Linked DNA regions of Neogale vison: region 1 is linked to region 2. Evidence: chromatin contacts called from public Hi-C data. All regions are on one chromosome and are shown on one strand. Each heading gives the region's core, a stretch centred on a gene start, on an enhancer-like site or on the middle of the called end of the contact. The rest is flanking DNA. Distances are from core to core; before and after follow the strand shown.

Region 1 (2,971 bases), core at 101-2,600, 4.6 Mb after region 2:
GGGCCTCCTGGGAGAGTCTAGGGTTCAGACAAAATTGTTTGAGGAGGAAGATAGGTAGTGTGTGGGGCTGCTTGACAGCCAGCTAAGACAGGAAGTGCTGCAGGAGAGCAGGAATATTTGCCTAGTTGGGTCACCTTTCCATGCTCAGAACAGTGCCCAGGCACACAGTAGGTGCTCAAATATTTGTTGAGTGACCAGCAGCTAACTAAGCTTTATGAGCATTTTCTCGGTTGTTCTCTCTGCAGCCCCATAGGCAGAGAGCTCATAAAACACCACTTTCTGGAAGAGGCAACTGGCTCAGCACAGCAAAGATGCTTGCTCAGGGTCTCAGGGGGTGGGGTCAGACACCTGTCTGAGTTCTTTACCCAGAGTCTTTTTAAGTGTAATGAATGTATTTGGCTTCCTAGCTGTATGTCTGTCAGCTTTGGCACACCACCAAGAATCTAGTCTCTAAGTGTTGGGGGCAGGGGTCTGTTCTGGACCCATGGTAGGGTCTCCAAGCCTCCCGGTCTGGGCCAATTAAAAGGAACGGAAGGGATGAGATCATGGGACCCGCACCTTTTTCCAAGTGAAGATTTTTAGTATTGTTACCAGTTGGAACAGCTACTGACATCACAAGTCCCTACTAAGTTCAAATGCAGTTTTCCAACTCCATTCGAGCTTCTTTTTTTTATTTTTTTTAAAGATTTTATTTATTTATCTGACAGAGATCACAAGTAGGCAGAGAGGCAGGCAGAGAGAGAGGAGGAAGCAGGCTTCCCGCTGAGCAGAGAGCCCGATGCGGGGCTCGATTCCAGGACCCTGGGATCATGACCTGAGCCGAAGGCAGAGGCTTTAACCCTGTGAGCCACCCAGGTGCCCCCCATTAGAGTTTCTTTAAAAATATACAGATTCGGGGGCCAGAGTCAGACTCTACGCAGCAGGGGCGTCCTCCCTTCATGTACCTGCACCCCCGGTTTGGAGGCTCGATAAAGACCCCTCTTCCCTAGGAAGCAGCCTAGAAGAAAAGTGCTGGCACCCCAGGACGGGACCGCGCCAGCACCGGCCCAGGACGCCTCTTTATCTGGACGCGTCCCCCAAGCCAGGTTCCGGGAGCGCGCATGTGCGCGGGGCCCGGCGGGCGCGCAGCGCCTACCAGAGAGGCGCGCCCCTCCCGCGTGTTGAAATTCAAACGAGGCGAACTCCCTCCGTGCGGCGCCGCGCGGGCGGAGAGGTCGAGGCAGGGGCGAGTCGGAGGGGGGCCGCATTCCCAGTCCCGGCAAGTCCGAGGTTCCCGGGGCGGGGTCGAACCCGCGGCCAACGTGAGCGGCGGAGGCTTAAAGAGCTGCGGTCCTCGCCTGCGACCCTACGATGGCTACCGAGCAGTGGTTCGTGGAGCCGCTCCCCCCGGGCCCTGGGGAAACACCGCCCCCGGGCGACTTGGAACCTGGGGCGCAGCCCTGCGGAGACACCTCCTGGTCGGCGTCCCCTGGCGGGCCTGGGAACCCCCCGGAGGCAGAACCGGAGGATGTCCAGGGGCAGCTGCCGGAGGCCTCTACGGCTACTCCTTCCCCGGAGCCCCTGGCCCCCGGCCCAGGCCCCGCCCCTCCTCGCCTACCCTTGGACACCATGTTCAGCCCCATCACCGAACAGCTCCGCTACCTGCTCAAGAAGGCAGATGATTTCCAGAGCTACTTGCTTTACAGGTGATTCTGGTTGGGGTCCTAGGTCCTGAGAATGAGACTGGGGAGAGGGTAGTAGGTGGGCAACACACGCTAGGTTCCCAAACTCAAAAGCACCAGGAGCCAGAAACCGTAAATGAAGCTAGTTGATTGCGGATCCCATCTCGAAGAGTGATAAGAACTGTGTAGAAATTTGGGGTTAGGGAGTGCCTGCTATTAGGTGGCCCCCAGGGGCCCCCAATTCATGAGGACTTTTCTCCCAGTTTTTAACTGTTGGCTTACACTTTGAACTCTGGGCAGGCTAAACAAAACCAATCTGTGCCAGATTTGGCCCAGCTGGCTACCAGTGTGAGAACCCCACCACGACCGTCACCAAAGTATAGCATGATGCCCAACCCAGGGGGAAAGGGACTGAAATTCTTACATTTCAGTATCCATTGGAATTCTTGGGGAGGCTGTTTAAACCCTAAATTTCTGGGCTCCACCCTACAGGAAATTTTGAGTTAAAGTCAGTGGTAGAACTCAGGTGTCAGCATCTTAACAAGTGTTCCCAATTATTTTGATGGAAATGGTCCCAGAAGATACTCTGAGAAAGGCCTGGCGCAGGCGGAATTTTTAATAGGGGGTCCAGGCCAGGAGTACAAGTCAGCAGTGAGTAGAATGGGAAATGGGGAGTGAGGGACCCCAGGCAAAGGCCCTCTTTTCCCTTTAGCAGGGACCGAGTACAGAAGGAACAGCTGGCAAAGGCCATGCCCACCTTCTTACAGATGTGTGAGCCCTACTTTCTCTACCTGGAGGCAGCTGCACGGAGTGTGCCCCCCATCTATGGAGCCCTGCAGGAGCTGGTCCGAAAGGGGGTGTGTGGAGCAGATTTCCTAGACCCTATGCCCCTTTCTTCACCCCTCAGGAGTGGGAGAGGGTGAGGGAGGGCGATCCTGGTAGGCCAGCTAATCTCATTACACCCCTTCTTCCATGCAGCTGTTGGAGATCTCCCAACAGCTGACCCTGCGCCTGGAACAGCTGGTCCTCATGTATGCCTCCTTTGGGTTTGTGGACCTGGAGGATACGGACCCCCTAAGGTAAAAGGGTAGGACACAGGAATGGGGATGGGGAGAGGGTGGAGTCCAGAGCCCAGCCTCACTCCCGACTCTCCCATTTCCTGCCAGCATCTCTTGTTTCTTCTGCGGGAGGTTCTCCATCAGCCCTTCTCACGAGGTGTCCATCTTCAGATACTGTGCCCCAGCCGCATACACCGCCAGCCGCTTCCCCAGATACCTCTACAAGAAGATGCGTTGGAACCTGGAAGCCAC
Region 2 (2,846 bases), core at 120-2,619:
CCCTTACTAATTCTTGGGGGGGAAAAAAAAAAAAAGTAATCTGAACAGGAAGGGGTTAGTTCCCAGGCAGCAGAGAAAAGAACAGGAGCTAGGAAAGGTCAGTCCCAAAACACCAGGCCCTTGTGAGGAATGGAGAGCAACACTGGCTGGTAGAAGTAGAGGCAAAGGACAAAGCTGAGAAAGCTGTTCCAGTGGAGGGCATTCATACTTTATTTGCTAACCTATAGGGAATCGCTGATTAAATTCTTAAGTGACTCAGTTGTCCCAGAGCAATTTACTCCAGAGTAGATGAATGGGGAATGAGACCAGAAACAGGGAAAACCAGTCACCAAAAGAGGATTAACCAGCGTGGGGGCGCTATGAGGGAAGAAGGTGGAACATTCAGCAGGGCAGGTACTCCCTGGGCAGAGAAGAACTAGAGTCACCTACTCACCGTCAAACCTGGTGACCAAGAAGAGATGGTGCATTTAAAAGATACAGATCAAAATAAATCGTTTTGTTCTTAAGGAGAGAGATTCAGGACAGCCTGAGTTTGAGGCACAAATTTTCCTAGAAAGTGGTCAGACAACATGTACAGTTCAAAACAAATTAGAGTGGACAAGGGCTGTTGGGGTTTGTCCCACCCAGCGGGGACAGCTGCGACTGCTGAGGCCCTTGAAAGCGGACACCGGAAAAGTGACAATTTAGACACACCCACGGGTACCCATTCACTGTCAAAGTGCCCCCAGGGAAGACTTCCACCTCAGTTTGCGTCTGAAACATCTTTTTTGCTCTAAATCTCTGGAACCCCGAATCCCCTAAACACAGAGCAAAAACACAGCAAAGTGGGGGTAGGCAAGTCCCTCGGACTTGGGGAAGCCTGTCCCGTCTACAAGCTCGGGTTTCCGCCACCGCAACCTCAGACCCTGGCGTCGCCCCCTCCCCAGTCCCTCCCCAAACAGCCTAGGCGGTCTTCTCGGACAGAAAGGCTTTCTCTCCAAATCGGGTTCGACCCGTGGGCCGCCATGACAGACAGCCTACTCCCGGAAGCGGGCATGATCCTCGCCCGCCAACAGCCACGGTCCCCCTTTGCGCATGCGCGGTGGCATTCAACGGCCGAACCCGCGCGCCGGGTGCCCCAACCGCCCCGCCCCGCCTTGTCTCGCGCCCGCTCCTCTTCCTCTTCCCCTTAGCCCCCGGCGTCTCTCCTCGCCAGCTCGCCCGCAAGTCCGAAGTCTCTGCACCGCGGCCCCGCGCCCCCGGCCCATCGCTCACCTGGCACCCCGTTCGCCTCCGCGTGCTGCGAGAAGTGCCGTCCGACTCCGGTTACCGGTCTCGCGCCCCAACACGAGCTGTAGGGCTTCCTGCCTCCTACGTCCGACTGCGGCTCTGCTTAGTGGACTGCTGCCTTTTCATTCAAGAGAGGCGGAAGCGATGATTGGGTCCTGCAGGAGGCGTCTGGAGGCTATTGGTGAAGAGAGGAAACAGGGCGTGCCTTTTGCCTCGGGTTCATTGGTCAATCTGAAAGTAGGCGCCCTGGGCTGAGGCCGACGTGAGGCCGTGCGCTGTCACGTGACTGGCGGTTTGCCTTCGGCTGGCGTCTCCATATTTAGTACTGGCAGCTGAAGTCGGGGATGGTTTGCTTTTGGCAAGTGTCTCGCCTTTCTGTTACGTGGCTTCTACGCCTGGCATGGAATTCAGGGCTCTTGAAGTGGGCGTGTGCCCGCGGCCACTTGGTAGTCCAGGGTGGAGGCTCTGAAAGAGTCCTGAACAGGATTGGGAGGTCGGAATGACTGCAGGATGAAGACAGTTTGCACCCACCGTGACAGTTCCCATTTGCTGAGAGTCTTGCCCTGGGTCAGACTGTGCTGGTGGACATACAGGTTCAGGCCACAAAACCCAAACCAAGATGTTTTAGTCATAAAACTTTTTTTTTTCTTTTTCTTCGTATTATTATTATTATTTTTACTTTTTCTTTGTATTATATTTTCTCCACCTTACCCACCACCACCACCACCACCCCCCACTTCCGGTACTTTACTGAGGTAAAAGTTTATAGTAAAAAGAAAAGGTCCACTGAGTTTTGAAGATTGACAGCCAGTGACAATTGCCCAATGAAGATACAGAACATTTCCAACATCCCAGAAAGTTCTGTTGTGCCCCTCTCAGGTGAACCGCCCTCTTCTCCCTGACCCCTAACCAGGCAAAAACACTATTTGTAGTTCTATAATGATGGATTAGTTGTGCTCTTGAATTTCGTAAAAACAGAAGCATGCAATAGTTTGTCTTTTTTATCTGGCTTCTTTTGCTCAAAAAACTGGTTGTTGTTGTTTTTTAGATTTGTCCATGTGCTGCCTGTATCAATAGTTATTCCTTGCTGAATAGTAGTCCACAATGTGGCTATACTACAATATAACCAATATAAGTTCTCCATTCACCCACTAACGGCCATTTGGTTGTTCCTAGTGTTTGGCCGTTATTAATGAAGCTTGTAGAAGTATTTTCATGAACGTAAGTTCACTTCTCCAGGGCAAATGCCAAGGAATGGAATGGTAGGCTGTAGGTCATGTATATGTTCAATTTTAGTAGATCGTGACAGTTTTCCTAAGTTGTTCTTCTTTACACTCCCACTGGGCACCCTGTGAAAGTTCCAGTTACCTGGTATCATCAGTCTTTCTCAGCTGTGTTTTGATTTGGGGATTTGGGATGGTGGGGGGAAATGGAGGGGAGGGAGATAAGCTGGTCAAACATAATAATCCTGCCACAGCAATCCAATCTCCCCAAGCCCCTGACACAGTTAAACCTTGCTCCACAGTTCTCCAGGGAGAGTCTAGCCTTTCACTTTCATTTAGTGTAGGCTCTTTTGG

Evidence for each region. Hi-C and Micro-C count contacts between places; a contact is called where the count stands out from the background.
Region 1: a Hi-C map of fibroblasts shows a contact between it and region 2, with 9 times the contacts expected there. The contact joins the promoter of C6H19orf67 here to the promoter of DDX39A in region 2. A contact is called at or near these places in 2 of 3 Hi-C or Micro-C datasets (fibroblasts and muscle).

Annotation. Positions count from the first base shown.
Region 1 is chr6:214,736,652-214,739,622 of ASM_NN_V1, forward strand. C6H19orf67 (UPF0575 protein C19orf67 homolog) reads left to right here and starts at 1,351. Exons shown (of 6, transcript XM_044255378.1): 1 at 1,351-1,685; 2 at 2,374-2,518; 3 at 2,640-2,740; 4 at 2,828-2,971. The coding sequence starts at 1,351.
Region 2 is chr6:210,092,425-210,095,270 of ASM_NN_V1, forward strand. It overlaps DDX39A (ATP-dependent RNA helicase DDX39A), which reads right to left and starts at 1,370. Exons shown (of 11, transcript XM_044253819.1): 1 at 1,255-1,370.